Regions from separate parts of the Gossypium arboreum genome. Here region 2 is linked to region 1. A link is a contact called in public Hi-C data. All regions are on one chromosome and are shown on one strand. The core of a region is the stretch at or near the end of the contact, and the rest is flanking DNA. Distances in the headings are between cores, read along the strand shown. Region 1 has its middle 38 kb from the start of LOC128282173. Region 2 holds the start of LOC108480616 (purple acid phosphatase 8-like).

Region 1 (5,106 bases), core at 2,557-5,056:
TTTAATCACTAAAATGATGCCATGATTTGTGATTTTGATGTGCATAAGGCTGTAAGGGATTATGGGTAACATAAAGGCTTGGAAAATAGCCTAAGTGTTGGACGCCCGAGCTGAGACAAGGCCGTGTGTCTCAACCGTGTGAGTGACACGGCCTAGAGACACGGGCATGTGGCGTGGCCGTGTGGTTCAATTTGCATGCTGACGTCATAAACAGAGAGTTACATGGCCTGAGGACACGGGCGTGTCCTTAAGTCCATACGGGTATGTGACCCTGTTTTATGGGAAAATTTTTTTAAGTTTTCCCAAAACTTTCTAAGGTTCTCGGTTTAGTGCCTAACTACTTTCAACGCATGTTTAGGACTTTGTAGGCCCGTGTATGGGACATTATGCACGTGTATGGACCCTGTTTGTGAATGATTAAGTCCGGTAATACCTCGTACCCTGTTCCAGCGTCGGACACAAGTAAGGGGTGTTACATAGCTAGTTTAATATTTTGATTTTGGCATGTATAAGGACTTGAATCTTTTGTTTAATGTTTTGTTAGTTTAGCCACAAGAGTTGGCTCATATGATGGATGTGATATTCATTTTGTATAGGCCATTAATGTTGGCTAATATTGACTATTATTAAATGCATTTGATGCAAATTTCTTATGGTTGTGATGGTTTTGGTTATATGTGTTATGCTTGAATTGGTTTTGGTTGAAGTTGTGTAGGTTGGTGCAAGTAAGGGCGGCAAAAGGCTTGGTAAATAACCTTGTTTTTGTCCACACAGGAGGACACACGGGCGTGTGTCTAGACCGTGTCTGATACTCGGCTTGCCCCATGGGAGTGTAGTCCGGCCGTGTGTCCCCTGCACCTCAATCTTACAAGTCAGTATGCATGGTAGTAAACACACAGGTAGAGACACGATCGTGTGTCTCAGCTGTGTGGAGGACACAGCCTAACGCACGGGCGTGTGCCTTGGCTGTGTGCCCTTAATTGGTTGCTGAAGTCAGAAACAGAATGTCAAGGTTTTTGCACACGGGTCATGGACACGGGCGTGTGCCAAGCCGTGTGAAAACCCCTGTAGGTTCGAATCAAAAAATAAATTGGCTCGGGCTAAGGACATGGGCGTGTCCCGATATGTTCAGGCCGTGTGAGCCACACGGGTCTTCAACATGGCCATGTTAAGGAGACACACGGGCGTGCTGCCTATCCACACGGGCGTGTGCCCCTGTCAGCTTGAATTTTTACAAAGTTTTCTAAAGTGCACAGATTAGTCCCGAATCAACTCCAAAGTGTGTTTGGGGCCTCGTAGGCCCATAGTAGGGACATTAAGGTATTGTTAAAAGTTTTGAATTGGAGCAAATTTTCATAACTAGGAAATGTATGTTTGCTTGTGTTTAAGTCCGGTAACATCTCGTATCCTGTTCTGGCGTCGAACTCGGGTAAGGGGTGTTACACTAAAACCCTAATTTACTTAATCTATTTAAAAACCATAAACCCTAATTTAATTTATTTTAAACTTTAATTTAATTTATCTAAAACCCTAAAACTCTAATTTAATTAATTTTAACCCAAAACTCAAAATCTTAATTTAATTTATCTAAAACTCTAGAGCCCTAATTTACTTAATCTATTTAACAACTATAAACCCTAATTTAATTTATTTTAAACCCTAATTTAATTTATCTAAAATCCTAGAACCCTAATTTACTTAATCTATTTAAAACCATAAATCCTAATTTAAATAATTTTTATAAAAAACACTAAATCTTGATTTATTTTTAAAACTACTAAAACTATAAACCCTAACTTGTTTTAACAAAAACCTAAATACTAAACCCTAACTTATTTTACCAAAACCCTAACCCAAAAACCCTAAAAACCCTAAGGACTAAACATGTAAATATCCCTAACATATAAAAATATGGACGAAGCGCATTTCGCTGACATGGCAGAAAACGCTTCCTCAAGGGCGTGCTTTGTTGAAAATTTCCCCCTTAAACGTGGCCACGTAGGCACGTTTTGCAAAAACAGGCCCTTTCCGATAAATAATAGTGTAATCGGCCTATTTCCGTAAATTTATTTGAAAATAAGTCTTTTAAGTAATTTAGTCATCTAGTTTATCATAAAATCCATTTTTATATATTATTTTACTTTCTAAAACAATAATAATAATCAACATAAAATACACATTTTATTAAATTACTTCACTACGATAATCTTTTGTTTTAAATTTTAATAATAGTAGTTATATTATTAGGTAAAATATAATATAATAAATTTTAGTTAAGATATTATTTTATTAAAATATTTAAATTTTATATAAAAATATTAATATTATTTTATTAAAATAAATGAAGTTATATTTGAAAATATTATTAAATATATTATCTAAATCTCATTAATTAATAATATTTATAATATAATATTTTTTTAATTTTAAAACTCTAAAAAATTTAAATATAATCTAAATTTTAAATGTTGTTATAAATGTGTTAGATGTTGTGGGTATCAACCACCTCTCTATAATATCTAAAATATTGACAAATTGTTATAGGAGAGCCGATTGTATCTAAATATTGGAAGGGTTATTAGTTATAACTAAAAAAAATAAGAATAAATTAAACAAATTTGTGCACCATTGTAATAAATTAAACAAATTTGTGCACCATTGTTTGCTGGTGATCTGGGTATTAGGAAGATCAACACCTTCAATGATGCCCTTCTCACCAAAATTGCATGGCACATAATGACTGATCACAATTGTTTCCTCACAAAGATTCTAAGAGCCAAATACTAATCTCCCTCTTGTTGATACTATTAAATTGTCTGTCCCAACATTTTAAGTTCATGCTTGTACTCTCCCCAGCATCAATATCTTGGATCAAAAGAAATCTCTCAATATCGTCGTCAATCATGATTGGGCCTCTGACCTCCGCAGCAGGACCCTTTCGATACAGGGTGGTAAAAAAAAATTTGTATGGAAATTTAACTTTAATGGTCGCTTTTGTGTGAAGAGTGTTTATGCCTGTGAGTGTCAATTTAATCCTTCAACTTCTGCAGCCTCACCCTCTAACAAAACATAGACTAATCTATAGAGGCTTAAACTCCCTTACAATATTACCATCTTCCTTTGGAAAATATGTACAAATTGCCTTCCAACCAAGGAGCTCTTCTCAAGACGCCTTTCCGATGATGATAACCTCTGTGTGTTGTTTTTTTTTTTTTTTTTTGCAAAGATGGCAGGGAATCCATTAAACAACTCTTCCTTCAATGCAGTTTCGATCGAGCAGTGGTTTGGTTCTTCTCTTGTCCTCTTATCCGACTGTCTCCGGATTTCTTCTCTATCATCCTGGTTTCTTCAGTGGCTCAACTCAAACAACATCAGCTCCATCGATTCAAAGAATTTTTACACTTATGCAGCATGCACTCTCTGGATAAATTGGAAATCAAGGAATCAACTCATTTTCAGAATGGTCGATCATTCTCCAGCAAGGGCAGTCATAAGGACCCAAAATCTCCATGATTCCATAATGAATGCCTTTCCCATTAACAACTTGCAAAGCCATCAGTTAAGAATTCCAAGATCGGACCTTATTGATAATCCTGTCTCAGAATGGGCACTCTCTCTTTGCATTGATCATTGCAGGCGAAATAGCATGAGTGGTGGAGCAGTTATCGCCCAAGACCACAGAGGCTCTCAACTCTTATCCATTCGAAGCTACAAGTTTGCCAGCAAAATACAAGCCAGACTTGTCACTCTTCGCTCTATCCTTATTATACTAAAATAAAGATCATAATATTTTTATGTGTGGGTTCTTTGGAAGTGACCCCAAAAAAAAAAGGGCTTAATATCATAAATGAGCGTAACAAAAGTAGAATGGCTGGCCCAACCAGCTTATGATGATATCAAATATATCTTCCAATTCGTCCGAGTTCAAGATGGGCCAATGGATAATATCCATTTATCTTGGGATTCATGTGCTTCAACTACTTGTATTAATTTTCCATTGCCTTAACACCCCCCCCCCCCCCCATGTTTTGTAATAAATAAATAAATAAAAAGATACTTATATTTCATTGCAAAAATCACTTTACGCTTTTACCAATTTAGCACCTTTTTTTTTTTTTAATCTATAATCAATAACTTTAGTTTTGAAAAAAATCCCAAATGGGATATCTGTTTAACACACTTATCATGAGTAATAATTTGAGGGCTGGCTGGCTTCTGGCTCATTGGATAAGTAGATGAGTTTTTCTTTTCCTTTACACAATAATAAATAGCATAATGTTTATCTGTTGAGAAGAATAACACAAATTTCAAATACAGATAATAAAATAAACCTGAAAAATATCAAAAAACAGTATGTCTAAAATTAGCCACATGTTAATCCATGTGTCTTGATTCAGTGCTCTATTCTTCTTTTCTCGTACACGCTATTTCCCTTAAAATTTACATGCAAAATATCCTTTAACGATAAAATATTATTATTATTATTATTTGTTCATTAAGCTGGGTTTTGATAGGTCTTTTCTCTTTTCTAATATGTTTTCTTTATTGATTTATTGAGATGCTGATTTTGTATTTTTAAATTTCCATTTTGATAGTTAAGAAGTCTGTATTTGTTTGCATGATTAAATTTTTTTCCACCTATTAGATGTAATTTTCATATTTTTCTTTTAAAATAAAATAAACAAATTTGAAAATAATCCCAACTATTATCTCTGGCTTGGGATTTGTATACTGATTATAAAAACCATATCAAATATATATATATATATATATATATATATATATATAACACTTAGGTTAGAATAGAAAAGTTTATGGTACGTGGTAAATTAGTTTTTAGATTTCATCTTTTTATTGTTGTGTTCATAACTTTTATCATTTTTTATAATTGATTTAATATATAATAACAATTTACGTTAATTATACGTAGATTTTGGCGATGGTAAGAGATAGTTCTTCAAAGAGACATAGAAATGAATCGTCATGTGAATCAATAAATTTGTTTAATATAGATCCTTATTTTGTAGCATATGTTTTATTATGACAAAGTCTTGTAATTTATTTATTTATTTATTTAGGATTGTTTTCTTATATGATTATAATTAT
Region 2 (4,587 bases), core at 85-2,584, 190 kb after region 1:
CATATTTTTATATTGCATTATTTTATTATTTTAATTTATTTTGTGCAAGTTAATTCTGTTGTTTTGAGAACCATCAAGCCTGGTATTTTCTTTTCAGATTAAAACAATAAAAGAGGAAGTTAATAAAGAATCTTTTTCTTTTCTTTTCTGGAAGTGGAATAAAAAAGGAAGATGTTTTTGCCCGTGCTTTATTTCTTTTCAAAACTTTATTTGATATGATGCTAGCTTGAAAGGAATATATATATATATAATTAAATACTTCTGATGGTAACAATATACCTATACTTCATGTAAAGATTGTAATAAAGTAATAAATTATTAGAATTTTTTTATTTTAATCAAGTAATAAATATTAAATTGAAAGTATTTTTATATAAAATTTTAAATATATACATATTTATGATCAAGATTTGAATCCTATTTATCATAACATCAAAATTTTTAAATTTACCATTTCAATTAAAATAATATTTGAGTTCCATGTTAATTTTAATAAACATATTACGTGGATGTACCATAATCTAATATTTATATAATTGGTTTATATATTTTATTTCGATAATAATTTAATTAAATATATAATATTGTAATCACTCAAACAAAATCTTATTTAAAGTCAAATCCATTACATACCTTCACTAACTTGGGATGATAATAAAATAGGGATTAAAATTTTGAACCCCAAAAAACATCAACATTCATGGGTTATATAACAGCAGTGTAAAGTAAGGCCCTAGGAGTGGACATAATTGCATCATCAAATTCAATAGCCATTCAACTGGGAAAGGGTTTTAGTTTGTGGGAAAGGCACGTGAAGTGAGGCCACAGGAGTCGACATATTTTCCGATGCCACCAGCCATATGCTTCTTGTTGCTGTGTTATAAATGGTCACTGGTTCACTGTGTGTGATTGCATAGAGGTACTAGGAAAAACGAAGTCATGATTCATGAGAGACCACAAAATTAAACGTATCCTATTCCTTGATGTTTTACCAACTAACTAATTGTCAAACCTACCAAACATATGGATAAGTTAGAAGATAATTTGCTATTGGATTTAACCTTTAGATTTTTTTTTTTGAATTTTAAAATTTTAATTATGTAAATTTATTATTTTTCACAAAATTCCAGGCAATTTAATCAATAAATATAAGCATGAAATAGAGAACACACAACAGCTAATAGCAGATTTGAGGTAAAGTTAAAAGAGTAGGATGAAGGCAGAGCTAACTTAATTGGTGGATTTAAGACCAGTTTGGGCCATAAGGTTTGGTGGGTTATTGGTTCTTTCTTATTAATGTATGCTTTCATTCAGTCAATCTTATAGCCTTACGTCATTCTAAGGAATTTTCGTGGGACTTTTAAAATGATTTTTAATCCTACACTCGTAAAAACATATTATATGCTCCAACTGGTTACAAATAGCGTGGATAGAAGGACTCTTCATTTCATTTTCTACCTTGCCTTGCCTCCCTACTCTCACCTCATTTCACATAAATATGGTTGTTCCAACCAAAAAAGCTATGAACCAAAGGCTCGTGTCGTGGACGTTGGTTGTTGGGTTGTTTGTAATATCGTGTGTGGCAGAGCTTGAGCGGTTTGAACACGCAGGCAAACCAGATGGGTCTCTGAGCTTCCTGGTGGTCGGAGACTGGGGAAGGAGAGGACACTATAACCAATCTCAAGTTGCTTTTCAGGTCTTTTGCTTTTCTACTTTCTTAAAAGTTGTCATTAAATGTTTTATGAAAACGCAAGTAACGTTCTCCTCTTTCTTTCTGGTTGTTATTAAGAAGAAAATCATTTTGGTCCGAAGCTTTTTAGGAATTCCATCATCACTCGTCTTAAAATTTTATATCCAACAAAACTATCTACTAAAGTCCAATAGAATAAAATGAAGATGCCAATGAACATTGTTTTTACAGTCTAATCATTTTAAAAAACTTTTGGAATGGTATAATTCCAAATAAAATCCCAGATTCTTTTTCTTTTCTTCTTTTTACAGTTTAATATTCCTCAAGTGAGAACAGTGAGGGGAATGGACAAAGTTAGCCAGTTTCGTAAGTCTCTCACACGTTGATTGGGTTTCATATAGTTTGGACTAGAAAATTCCTGTTTCACTTTTGGCCGTTTCCAACCAATCACATCTCTACACCTATCCAAAATCACAATCCTAACTATACACGTATTGGAACCAAAAAATTTTAAAAAAACTTTATTATCACTCAATACAAATTTGGTGTTAAATAAATTCCTATATCCCATTTCCCTTGTAAAAATATTTTCACCTAACAATTCTTCTTTACATTATTTTAGGTTTAGTACCTCCCATATTATACATAAATTGGATCACTTTAGCCTTTGTAATTTTTTCCGTTTATGTTTATTTTGTTACACCATTCACAATTTCTATTAAGAAAAGTACCTAAGCGAATCAAACCTAAAGTGCAAAAACCTTACAAATAAAATTTTAAAACTTTCTAAAAACACCTAAAATTCTAAACAAACCTACATTTTTTTTAAATTTCAATTAAAAAAATGCATTTTAGATTTAACCTTAGACATGCATTTTTCCAGTTTGAATCTAGATGTGTATTTTAAAAATAATTTTATATATTTATATATTTCCAAAAAGATAACAATTTCAAAATAAATTCTAGATGTCCAATTTTACTTTTTTTTTGGAATTTTAGGTTTTTTAGATTATTTTTTTAAATTTTATGAAATTTATTTTTATAATTTTAAAATTAATTAATGAATCTTTAGTTTTAGGATTTTTAAGCTTTTTTTTTTTTTTGTCTTTTGGATTTTATGATTTTTTTTGAATTTATGATATTATTTTGAATTTTTTTCATCACAGTGGTATCACTTCATTGGTTTACTTAGTGCTTTTTGAAACAGTAACGGATAAATGGAAAGAAAGTATACGGGCTAAAATGACAAAAAAATTCTTTAAGTACCAATTTGATAATTTTTGTATAGTATAAGATCCAAAATAGGTAGTAAACCATTATTACAAATTACTCAAAGCAATTTTATTTTTATATAAAAACCATAAGATATATCGATAAAACATTGATTTTTAATTTAATGATAAAAATTTAATGGCTCAGATGGGAAAAATCGGAGAGCAATTAGATATCGACTTCATAATCTCAACCGGCGATAATTTTTACGACAATGGTTTGACCGCCGTTGACGATCCATTGTTCCATCAATCCTTCACTGATATTTATACAGCTCCCAGCTTGCAAAAACAATGGTACAATGGTACGAATCTTCAACCCCATGCAATCGATTTTTAAATACTAATTCTAAAATGGGAATTTAATTTATTTATTTTGGTGGTAGTGTTGGGTAATCATGATTATAGGGGCAACGCTGAGGCTCAATTAAGTCCCATCCTTACAAAGATGGATAGCAGATGGCTTTGTTTGAGATCTTTTGTCCTCAATGCTGGACCTGGTAATTAACCCAAATATCTAATTTTATTAACCTTTTTTTCTTTTTAACATATTTTAATTTTCTTTTTGGCTCTCATTATTGTTGGCAGAAATAGCAGAATTTTTCTTTGTGGACACTACTCCATTCGTGACCAAATACTTCTCTGACCCAGAAGATCATGTTTATGACTGGAAAACCATATTACCCAGAGAGAAATACCTTAACAATCTCTTGATGGTACTTTTTCTTTTAAAATTCTCGTATTCGAATATGTTTCGGATTCAGATGTTAGAAATGTGGGTGGCAATATTGATGTATAGGAAGTGGAATCGGCAATAGGAGAATCCAGAGCAAAGTGGAAGATAGTAGTAGGTCACCATGCAATCAAGAGTGCAGGACACCATGGGAACACTAAGGAGCTTAACATTCATCTCCTTCCACTTCTTCAGACATACGACGTTGATCTTTATATTAATGGGCATGACCATTGCTTACAGCACATAAGCAGCAGTGACAGGTATATCTTTTTGTAACTTAAAATTTGGAAAAAGGGTAGTGACTAAAATGGTTGATTATGGTCCCCAAAACAATGTAGTGGAACCCAATTCATGACAAGTGGAGGGGGATCAAAGGCATGGAGGGGAGACGTGAGTTGGTGGAATCCACAAGAACTGAAATTTTATCATGATGGACAAGGTTTCATGTCAGTGGAAATGACTCCTACTGAAGTTAGCATTAAATTCTATGACGTTTTTGGTAATGTTTTGCACAATTGGAGCAGTTCCAAGCAACTTTCTTTCGCTATCTAAGCCAACGTTTTTAACCCTTTAAAACACCTTCCATTGCCTGACCAAGGAGCTGCAATATCAGAAGCAGGGGAAATGAATAGGAGGCGAACTCTGTTAATATGTTTTCTTTGGTACAAAGAAAGTTAGATATGGAATTATAAGCGTATGTTATTTTTAAAAAGTATATGCAAGAATCAAGTAAGCTAAACTTTTATTGTGTTGAATTAGGCTGCCCAAGTGTTTGATTATTTGTGTGAATAGCAAGTATACTCATGCTCACCTAAGTATAGGGTTGGGTTGCAAAAAATAATCAACTCATTTATAATAGCCAGATTCGTAAGCAAAAGAATTTCTTCACG

Evidence for each region. Hi-C and Micro-C count contacts between places; a contact is called where the count stands out from the background.
Region 2: a contact with region 1 is called in a Hi-C map of leaf, with 2.3 times the contacts expected there. The contact joins the promoter of LOC108480616 here to the enhancer-like site in region 1. A contact is called at or near these places in 2 of 5 Hi-C or Micro-C datasets (both in leaf).

What each region holds. Positions count from the first base shown.
Region 1 is chr1:45,374,950-45,380,055 of ASM2569848v2, forward strand. No RefSeq gene overlaps it. Among protein-coding and RNA genes, the nearest start is that of LOC128282173, 38 kb to the right of the region's middle. Within about 2 kb of position 3,807, at least 1 of the 2 cell types and tissues checked has an H3K27ac peak or open chromatin away from gene starts, as enhancers often do. A contact at or near this core is called in leaf, where this site is marked.
Region 2 is chr1:45,570,718-45,575,304 of ASM2569848v2, forward strand. LOC108480616 (purple acid phosphatase 8-like) reads left to right here and starts at 1,335. Exons shown (of 6, transcript XM_017783665.2): 1 at 1,335-1,696; 2 at 3,110-3,266; 3 at 3,348-3,461; 4 at 3,550-3,677; 5 at 3,761-3,957; 6 at 4,036-4,452. The coding sequence starts at 1,499. The coding sequence ends at 4,249.